2 separate regions of the Pelodiscus sinensis genome follow, and region 1 is linked to region 2. Evidence: chromatin contacts called from public Hi-C data. All regions are on one chromosome and are shown on one strand. Each heading gives the region's core, a stretch centred on a gene start, on an enhancer-like site or on the middle of the called end of the contact. The rest is flanking DNA. Distances are from core to core; before and after follow the strand shown.

What was found. Hi-C and Micro-C count contacts between places; a contact is called where the count stands out from the background.
Region 1: a contact with region 2 is called in a Hi-C map of liver, with 6 times the contacts expected there. The contact joins the promoter of WNT7B here to the promoter of ATXN10 in region 2. A contact is called at or near these places in 2 of 5 Hi-C or Micro-C datasets (liver and an unstated tissue).

The regions. Positions count from the first base shown.
Region 1 is chr1:124,525,596-124,530,589 of ASM4963464v1, forward strand. WNT7B (Wnt family member 7B) reads right to left here and starts at 2,890. Exons shown (of 5, transcript XM_075900022.1): 1 at 2,202-2,890.
Region 2 is chr1:124,139,429-124,143,793 of ASM4963464v1, forward strand. ATXN10 (ataxin 10) reads left to right here and starts at 2,251. Exons shown (of 11, transcript XM_006127756.4): 1 at 2,251-2,405.

The DNA of each region.
Region 1 (4,994 bases), core at 1,640-4,139, 390 kb after region 2:
TAAGATTATATTGTCCCAGCTACTTGTCTCTCTCTGCAATGCACTACTAACGGGCAGTCTTACATGTGTTTTCCGAGCCCTGCCATATGCAGCTACTGGAGTTCTGTACCTTGCTTCCTGCACGTTCCTGGAGAGCTCGGGGTCGCCAAATGAAATTCATAGATAGCAGGCTGAAAACAAAATACAATGTTTTTCCCCTTCATGCAGCGCACAGTCAACCTGTGGAACTTCTTGCCACATGATGTTGTGAAGACCAGGACTTTAACAGGGTTCAGAAAAGAACTAGCTAAATTCATGTTAGGTCCATCAATGGCTATTAGCCAGGATGGGTTGGAATAGTGTCCTAGCCTCTGTCAGAGGAGAGGGATTACTTGATGATTCCCTGTTCTGTTCACTCCATCTGGGGCATCTGGCATTGGCCACTGTGGGAAGACAGGATACTGGGCTGGATGGATCTTTGGTCTGACCCAGTGTGGCCCTTCTTATGTTCTTATGATGCATTTCAGTAAAGACAGCACATGAGTCTGGTGAAACAGACACCTGTGAATAGCGGAGCTATTGATGATGGCGACCTTGGCAAAAACTAGCTTCTGACCACTAAGCCACATGCGGGAACCACCCCGGAAAGCCGGTCCAGTGGGCCACCTCTCTTGACTTTCCTCTTTCACTGTCATTAAAGGGCATCCTCTCCTACTGCCAGTTACCTGCTGTAGCCATCCGATTCCTTCCAGCGGGAGGTGGCCAGCTGGGTGATGGAAGAGAGTAAGTCAGCGGTACCTGGACTAATGATTTTCCCCTCAGCAAACTGGTTTTTGGAGCTGATCCTTGTGTGAACTTAACCCGCTGCTTTTCGGTTCACTTGGTTACGTTCCCCCCTTACCATCTACCTCGGGCTGGGACTTCTGGTCTCTGCCCTGCAAGGGACTGCACCACTTTCTGGAGCTGCGCCGCTTGCAGGGCGCGCTGCTCAGTAGCATGTTGGGTGTTGTGGCCCTGTTTAAAAAGTCACTCTCAAAGGAAGAGGAGGGCGAGGGCTACCTGAGGCAGCGTGTGCTCCAAAGCTCGCTCACATCCTGGCTTGGCTAGAGGCGGACGGGGCTGGGAGCTCATCGCTCGTCTATTACCAGTAGGCACTCTGCACCGCGTGTGGAGCGACGTATGGCTGAGTGTTTCTGCCTGCGCTGAGTGTAATTATCCTCAATTTAATATAATTGCAGCAGCAGCGCCTCCCAGCTCTCTCCCCCCCCCACCGCCATTGATTTCAAGCCGAGAAGCAAGAATTTTCAGATTACAACTCACCTTATGCATTCTTGATCACTTAAAAAAAAATCCCGCAGCTATGCTAAGGCAGGCTCTTTTAAGAGGCTGCAGCTCGACAGGTAGGAACTCGGCTGGGACTCAGGAATGTGGAAATACAACTCAAGTCAGCCTCCTGCGAGAGCGATATTCATAAGGCTCTCCAGGTGAGCGAGAGCGAGCGAGGGAAACTTGGCAACTCAAATAACATAGCGATCTAGATCGCTGTGGTCAAACAACAAAGCGCAGATTTGGCTTCCCAGTCGCCCAGCTGAAACGTGGCCTGGCGGGGCTGCAGAGTCAATCAGCTGCGCGGCTGCTCTTCGTTTCTGGGGTGGGCCGGGGTTGTTTTATCAGGGAGGTAGACGGACCAGTTGTCAAGTTAATTTCAACACGTCCGGGTGATGGATAGAAAGGCAAATGGTGTCTAGGCCTGCATTTAAAAAAAATTCCCCGCGAGCAGGTTCAGACCAGGGATTCCTCCTCTCCCCCTCCTCCTTTTCTGTCGACTATTTAAACTCTATTGTCTCATCACAGGAGCTGGGCTCGCTCCGTCAGATTTCTGAGGGACGGGGCTTGTGTGCCAGAGATAATATTTAGACTCGATTAAATAGTACGAAATAAAAGAATCCCTCCTCACAGCCCGGCTGGTCCCTGGAGTCTGAAAGTTACTGTCGCTTCTATCTTTCGCTCTCCTTTAAAGCAGGGACGGTCTGATGCGATTCACAAAAAAAGCACTTAACAGAAATACACGTTCTCCCTTTTTTTGTTTGCGGATGAATGGGAACCTTCAATCCTTCTTCACAGGCAAGGAGAGACAAACGTTACACATTTCTGGCACTATATTTTGCCCACAGATTTGATCCCCAAAGCAGAGCATTACTGTGCACAAACACTTGACTTACCCTAATTTGACATAGATGACTCCAAAGCATAGAAACACGTAGAAAATCCACTTGCGAAAGTTTCTGTGCATGATCTAGAGAATGGACTGAGCCATAAAAATGCACAAAAAGTAGAACTGATCTCTGCCGATTAAATCCCAGTCAAGAGCATTTCGGAGGCTACCCAAAAACTGAGCCGGTCGAACTGTGTTAAAAACTCGACAACGTTCAGACAAGATTTTTTTTCTAAAACCATGGTGACCAAAACTGACTCTGATACTGGGGAGGAAAAGGGGGCAGAAAGAGTTTCTCAAAAAGTCAAAACAAAAACCCAGGACAGTCTGGGGGAGAAAATGAGCAAGCTCTAATCTTGATCAACTACCTTATAGCGCCCTCAAGTTCAATGTGTTTTTACTTGTTCTGACTTCCCCAGGTGACACTACGTATCTTGCAAGCTGTGGCTCCAGGTAGGAGGAGGATCTCTTTCACTCACACTTTCACTCTCTCTCTTTCTCCTCCCCTCCTGTCCCCACCCCATGTGTTTCAGAATCTACCGCATCTCATCTCTCCACACACAGATGCAATGCAATAAAGCATTCACTAAAGCATTTGTCTCTCGCAGAGCAGGGTGGCTTGCTTGTTTATTTATTTCGCATAACAGATGGAAGAAGCGTGCGTTTTAAAAATATCCGAGAAAGCCAGCTCTTCCGTATCTGTGTAGATGTTATACAATAGAGAGTGTGTCTAGACACCTGAATATGTGTGTACCGGCTGACACGCCCATCACTGAATGGGGTGGTAGCTATATACAGTCTTGCAAAACCAGAAAGCATTCTCCTCCTTTAAACATTTCCCTGTTTCGCAGTGAGGTTTCAGTTAGCCAGTTCGGTTTGTCTCAGGGTGCATAGAGATGAATACTTCGCAACGTATGTTCAGTCATTGATACGCAAGCCTATGTAGGCGTCGAGTTATTTAATCTCACTAATTTTTAGATCTGTTCGATTTACAATCTGTGGGAATGGCTGGTCTGATATACTGTAATATATGTGTATTTGTCTCTATGCCTGTATCTGTAGGCATGTGCATATATAAATAACTCACATACACACTCAGCTGTGTGTTTAAGATATCCATACACACACCTATGCATACACACACATGCGCATATGTTAAACCTGTCTGCACTTTCCAAAGCGAAACAGAGACACACATACCGATACAAATGTAAACAAGAGCAGAGAGTGAACACAGAACTAATTGTAAACCATCTTCCTTTGACTGATAAAGCATTTTTGTAAATGCATCAGTCTGCGCTGCTTGCATATGCTGCCAAACTGTACATCGTTTTCGAGGTGACCCGAAACATTAACTAGCTAAGAAGCTCTGGGTTTTCGTGCCCTGAGTCACAATCAATGGTAACTTCATTCATGCACCCACTTGGCAGCTCTCGTTAAAACTCTCGGAGAGCTGCCCCTGTATAAGAACATCAGTTTTAGAGGAGGCATGAGCAGCAAGGTGCTAACAAAATGACCACAGAAATGGAGCAAAGTGAAACAAGAAAACCGTGCAGTGGTGTTGATTTTCTATATTTCTCTAGCTCGTGTGGAGTGAGGGAGAAACCAGTCAGACAGTGAGTGAGCCTAACGTTTTTTTTCCAGGATTAAGCTCAATTATCCCTCGCTGCTGCTCAGTGAAACTATTCCGTCTTTCCCCCAGGAAAGCCTCACGTTTTATTCTTTAATAAGCAACCACCTGAATGTTTATAGGCAACCAGTCCTCCCCAGGTAGCTTCTTGCACGTATTTCCTTATCTGCGATCATTTCTTTTAATGCTGTTTTTAATATCTTGGGCAATCTTGTCCTTACTGATTTTCTGCCATGCTCACTGTAACTGGTTTCAGTACTTGTTCTCACAAAGGTGACCACAGACGCCTCTTTGAAAACACATGCGGGTAAAACAGTTTTCGTATTCTGATCCACACTGCTGATCGCTCAGACCCTCAAATCTTCAACCAAGAATTGTTAGGAAAACATCCTTCAGTCTGCACCACCCTTTCTCCCAGGTTTTGTAATTGTCAGAGCTTTTCAGAACAGAGTTGTAATTACACACACACACACACACACACACACACACACACACACACACACACACACACACACACACACACACACACACACACACACACACGGATTTAGACCTAGCCTTTCTGCTGGGCATGTTCTGGAGCCCTCGGGTAGATGGGTGGTCCATACTGGAGATGCAAATGTCCCTTCCTTGCTTGGACAGACACAGTTAGCAAGTTTTCCAGAACAACCAGGGCTGACTGAAAAAGGTAATTTAGACCGTCAGCGGACTGTGGCAGGAGCGGAGATGCTGAAAGTAGATAGCTCACAAGATTTCGGTTTCCTAACCCGTCAAAATGCGTTTAGCAGCCGTAGGGGCGGGGGGGCAGAGGTTGGGTTGGGTGCTCGTCGCCCCCCCCCCCATGGAAATGAGACACATTCTGCTTTTCACCGGCCCGAGTCTGAGAGCTATGGGATAGCACTGCCACCTAGAGGAAGGCAGCGTTCAGCGCCGCAGCCTTGGTGCTGACAAGTTGTCTATAAACAGCGCCTCTGTGTGTTGTTATACCAAGAAGAGAACAGAGGCCAGAGAATAAGCCCGCGACTTTCTCTCCTGCGTAGCTCCCCACACTCTTGACACCTTTTTGTCTGCGATTTTTGCTGAAGCTGTGCATGGACCAAGAAGGCTCATTATCCAGTGTAAGTAAGGGGAGCAACTGTTCTTCTCCCTAGATACCCCACTGCACGCCCA
Region 2 (4,365 bases), core at 1,001-3,500:
CTTCTCCATGCTGAACTGGTTGCCCAGTAGCTGTTGGGGGTGGTGAACTTCCAGTGATGGCGACCTGCTTCTCCACAGGCATGGCAGGCCACAGGTAGGTGTCGCTTCTCTGGAGGGTGGGGGCGAGCAAGGCACACAGCTCCTAAAAAGTGGCCTTCCACATGTAGAAGTTTTGGAGCCACTGCTGGTCGTCCCGCCGCTCCATGAACAGCCAGTCCCACCAGTTGGAACTGGTGTCCATCCTCCAGAAACACCTCTCCACAGTGGGTTTTGATTGAAGAATATAGCTCCTGAACCCAGGGAGACGGTCCCCAGAATGAGCTTGGGGTCAAGTTCATGCAGGACCAGGAAGGCAGCTGGCAAAAAGTGCTGCAAAAACTGCAGCACGGCCGTGTGGAGCCATTGCATGCCCAGGGGCACCTCCGGCTCCATGGCACAAAGAACAAAGCTGTGGCATCCAAAAACAAAACAGGGCAACCACAGAAGGCACTGCGAGAGCTTTGCTGTCGCTCGAAGAGGTAGCAAGCACGCAGCAGAAGCAGAGGAACAGCTGTCCAGGGGGATCCCTTTAAGCATGTGTCTCTGCAAGGCTCAGGTACCAGCACTTGGAAGCAACTGGTGACCTAAAGCCCTGGCTGAAGTGGTTCTGGATGGCCTTTTATGCGAGAGAGCGTCTAATCAGTGTGGACGCTTTCTTTCAAAAAAGTGCATCCCTTTTTCGAATAAGTTTCTCTTCTGAAAAAAAGCTTCTTCTGAAAGAAGCCTGCAGTCTAGACATAGACTTTGCGGGATCAGGAAGGCCCAGAGCCATCTTAAAACCAGAATATTTATCTAAAACCCCTTTATGCACACTTTTCCAGGGGATGAGATGGAGCGAGTAGTTTTGTTACAGCTGGAACCAATGTACCTAATCAGCCCCATTGTTCTCCTAAACACTGTTCCCATGGAAAACATGCAATGCCTAAACAGTAGCATTTTTCCCTGCTAAAGATATTAACTTAAATGCCTAATTCAAAAGCATCCATTCAAGATCTTGTAGGAAATGTCAGTCTGTCGCACCTCCTTTTACTGACTCCTAGTAGGTCTGTAAAAATATTTTCCTCTTTGTGAGACGCTTGGCCTGCAATAGAGCAAATTAAAATACTGTTTAGGTAAAATGACACAATGAAATGACTGAAAAGGTCTGACTGTGACTTTTGCAAAAAAATGGCCTAATAGACGAAGAACCAGATTATATTAAATTCACTTCTTTGGAAGCGAGAGATCAATAGGGGTGCGCCTGCACTGCACTGTTATTTCGAGATAACTAGCGTTATTTTGAAATAACAATGAGAGCACCTACACAGCCATTCTGTTAATGGACAGCTTATTCTGAAATCTGTAAACCTCATTCTGCAAGGAATAATGCCTATTCCAAAATAGCTATTTTGAAATATGGCATGTGTAGAAGCTCCAGTGCTGCTATTTCAAAATAGCCCCTCACCAGGACCGTTCTAAGTTATTCTTTCCCAGTGTCTCCTAGGGTTCTAAATTGAGATAGCATGTCTACATTAGGGAAGCCTTCCTCGGTCTAATTTTGAGACTTCCCTGCAGTGTAGATGTGCTTTTTCGAAGTAAGTTATTTCAGAATAACTGTTCCAGAATAGCTTATTTCAAAATAAGAATGCAGTGTAGACATACCCTAGGTGATCAGCAAAGATTGTGATGTAAATAAGTTATATTGAATATGTCTATAATGATTCTGAGGTTAAGCCTGTGTTTATTTGTTTATTGTGCATCTATATCAAGAATTTTTTTTATTTAAAACATCATCTGGCACACACTTTTATTTGCCATGTAAACCACATTGTTTGACAAGTCTCCTTGCTGTTTTTGATCCTGCAGAATAGTGTAAGGAAGTTCATGCTTGAGCTGTATCTGCTGAGGGGAGTTTCCAGGGCTATCCATCCATCATTTCTCAGGAACACTACATTCGCTGGGGCCCTGACTCTCCAGTGCTTTCTACCTTGTACTGCCATTCGCACATATGCTCATTCCTGATGTTCATGCCCATGTCGATACTATCGCAGACAGGGAAAGAAGAGAAGTGATTTTGCTTCCTCATGGCAGCCTTAATTTGTGCTCCTGCTACAATGGTCTCTCTGGGAGTTCGCTGTGGTGCAGACCTGTCAGGATTTAAGAATATCTGAGCTGCTTTCCCCACAACTCTGACTTGTTTGAACAAGATTATTTTGCAATGAAGGGAGGGGTAGAGGACTGGGTTCATAGTTCCCGTAAAAGTCATCTTCTGCCAAGGTATTGGAGAAGCTGGGAAAGTGGCCATGCAACTGCTTTGCAAACATACCCTCCTTCCTCCATATACACCAGCACAAAGGGGACCACGAAACATCTGTGAATCCAGTCATGTGAGTGCTAAGTCAGTGTAAAAAGCTACCATATCGGAGTATGCATTTTTGCACATGTGTAAATGAGCCTACAACACACAAGGTGGTGGAGAATCAGGCTCTGTTTAAAAGGAAGATGGGGGTAGAGAGGCAGAAACTAGTCTTTTGTAGCTTAATGAATTTGTTGGAAAGCGGTGGATGATATTTCAAGATAAAATGAGTAAATTTGGTGCTTCTCTGTTAAGACTGAGGGCATTGTTAGAAGCGTCCTGTGAATTGGGTGATTGAGTAAGATGTTGATGAGTGTTTAAATTTCAGGTATCATTAGTAATGGGGAGAAAAGAAAAGATCAAAAATGACCTATTCAGGACAAACCAATTCATTATTTCCTCCTTTATAAACAATGAGAAAGGGAAAAGTGTTCTCTTGAGAAACTGTATGCATTTCCTTAAGAGGGTGTACTTTAGATCAAGGATAGACTAAATTATGTATGATGTTCAGGTCGCTAAGGAAACAGTGCATTTTTATGAATACCAAAGCAAACAGATATATAAACCCAGAGTAAATCATTAATTTATATCACTATTTTTTAGTTGGGTTGGAGTGGCTTGGATATTATAACCTTTCTTTATTTAATATTTCAAAAGTGTTCTTTTGTTTAAAAGTAAACATTGCCTTTTTTTGGACAGTTATGCTCATTTTTTATTGCCCTCCTTGAGAAATAACTAGTTATTGATGTTATTTGTGAATCAAATAAAGCAGTGGGGCTTTGATTTATGAAGGTACTTAAACACATGCCTAATTTTAAGGGTAGTCCCATTGTAAGAACATTGTAGAACTACTCACATTTTTACAGTTAAGCATGCATTAAAGTTCTCTGTTGAATTAGGGTCTAAATTAGTTAGTAGTGGCATGTTCCATGTTTGTTTAATTGTAATAATGATTTCTTGTAATGAGCAGCTTCTTAACTATTTTATTTTTGAACCCAGTGTTGTGAAAGAAAAGCAGATGTGGTCGTGGTTGAATACACCCTTTCCTGACCCAACTGTCTTACATGTTTTAAGCCTTCTTCAGCAAGGGCACTAGTTTTCTTTTAAGCTAACTGGGCCCAATCCTGAAGACCTTCCTCAAGGTTGGATCCTGTGAAGTTCTGAGTGTCTGCTCACCTTGAAGGATCACAACTTATGACTTGATCCTGAGATGTGGTGACCACTGCTATGTTCTTTGACTAACATGATAATTATAGGGGATTTACTCCTTTGGGACTCCAGCCACTATTTAGGTGACACTCCTGCTTTCATCAGTGCCCAACTAAGAACTGAGCTAGATCCTGAGGGATGCTAAGCACCTGAAACTTTCACTGCTATCATTATGAAAGGCAGATATTCAAGACATTTAGAATTTGGTCCACTAACAGAAGATTAACTCTATTCCATTATATATAACTTTCTTATTTCTTTTGGAGAATAAATTATGGTTAAAGAATGATTGAAGAATTTGTAATTAAAGAATTATCAGAGTGGCTTTTATTACCCTAAGACCTAGAGAGACAAATTCTTCTCTGACAAGCTACAAATCTGATGTAACTCCACTTATGTTAAATTTTCTTCTGCTTTACATGATGTACACTGTATGGAAACGATTACACTTATACCTTTAAAAAATACCCAAAGAAAGTTATTGCTATAGATATGGTGCTTAACTTTCATATTCATTGCACCTTCCATATTGCCACTAGTGAAACACCATTTCCATTTATAATGCTTTGTCTCTTAGAATTTTCCTTTTCTGCAAGTTCTTTTCCTATTTTTCAGTTTATTAGGAATAACACATGATTATGGTACTTCATTCTCCATTGGTGACACCACACCCCAGGTTGTGAAGTGATGTGTAAGTGAGAGAGTGATATGGAACTGATACTTGGCTAAGGCCTGGCACGTTATGAAGGAGAAACTGCACTGATTTTGGAAGCTCTGAAATC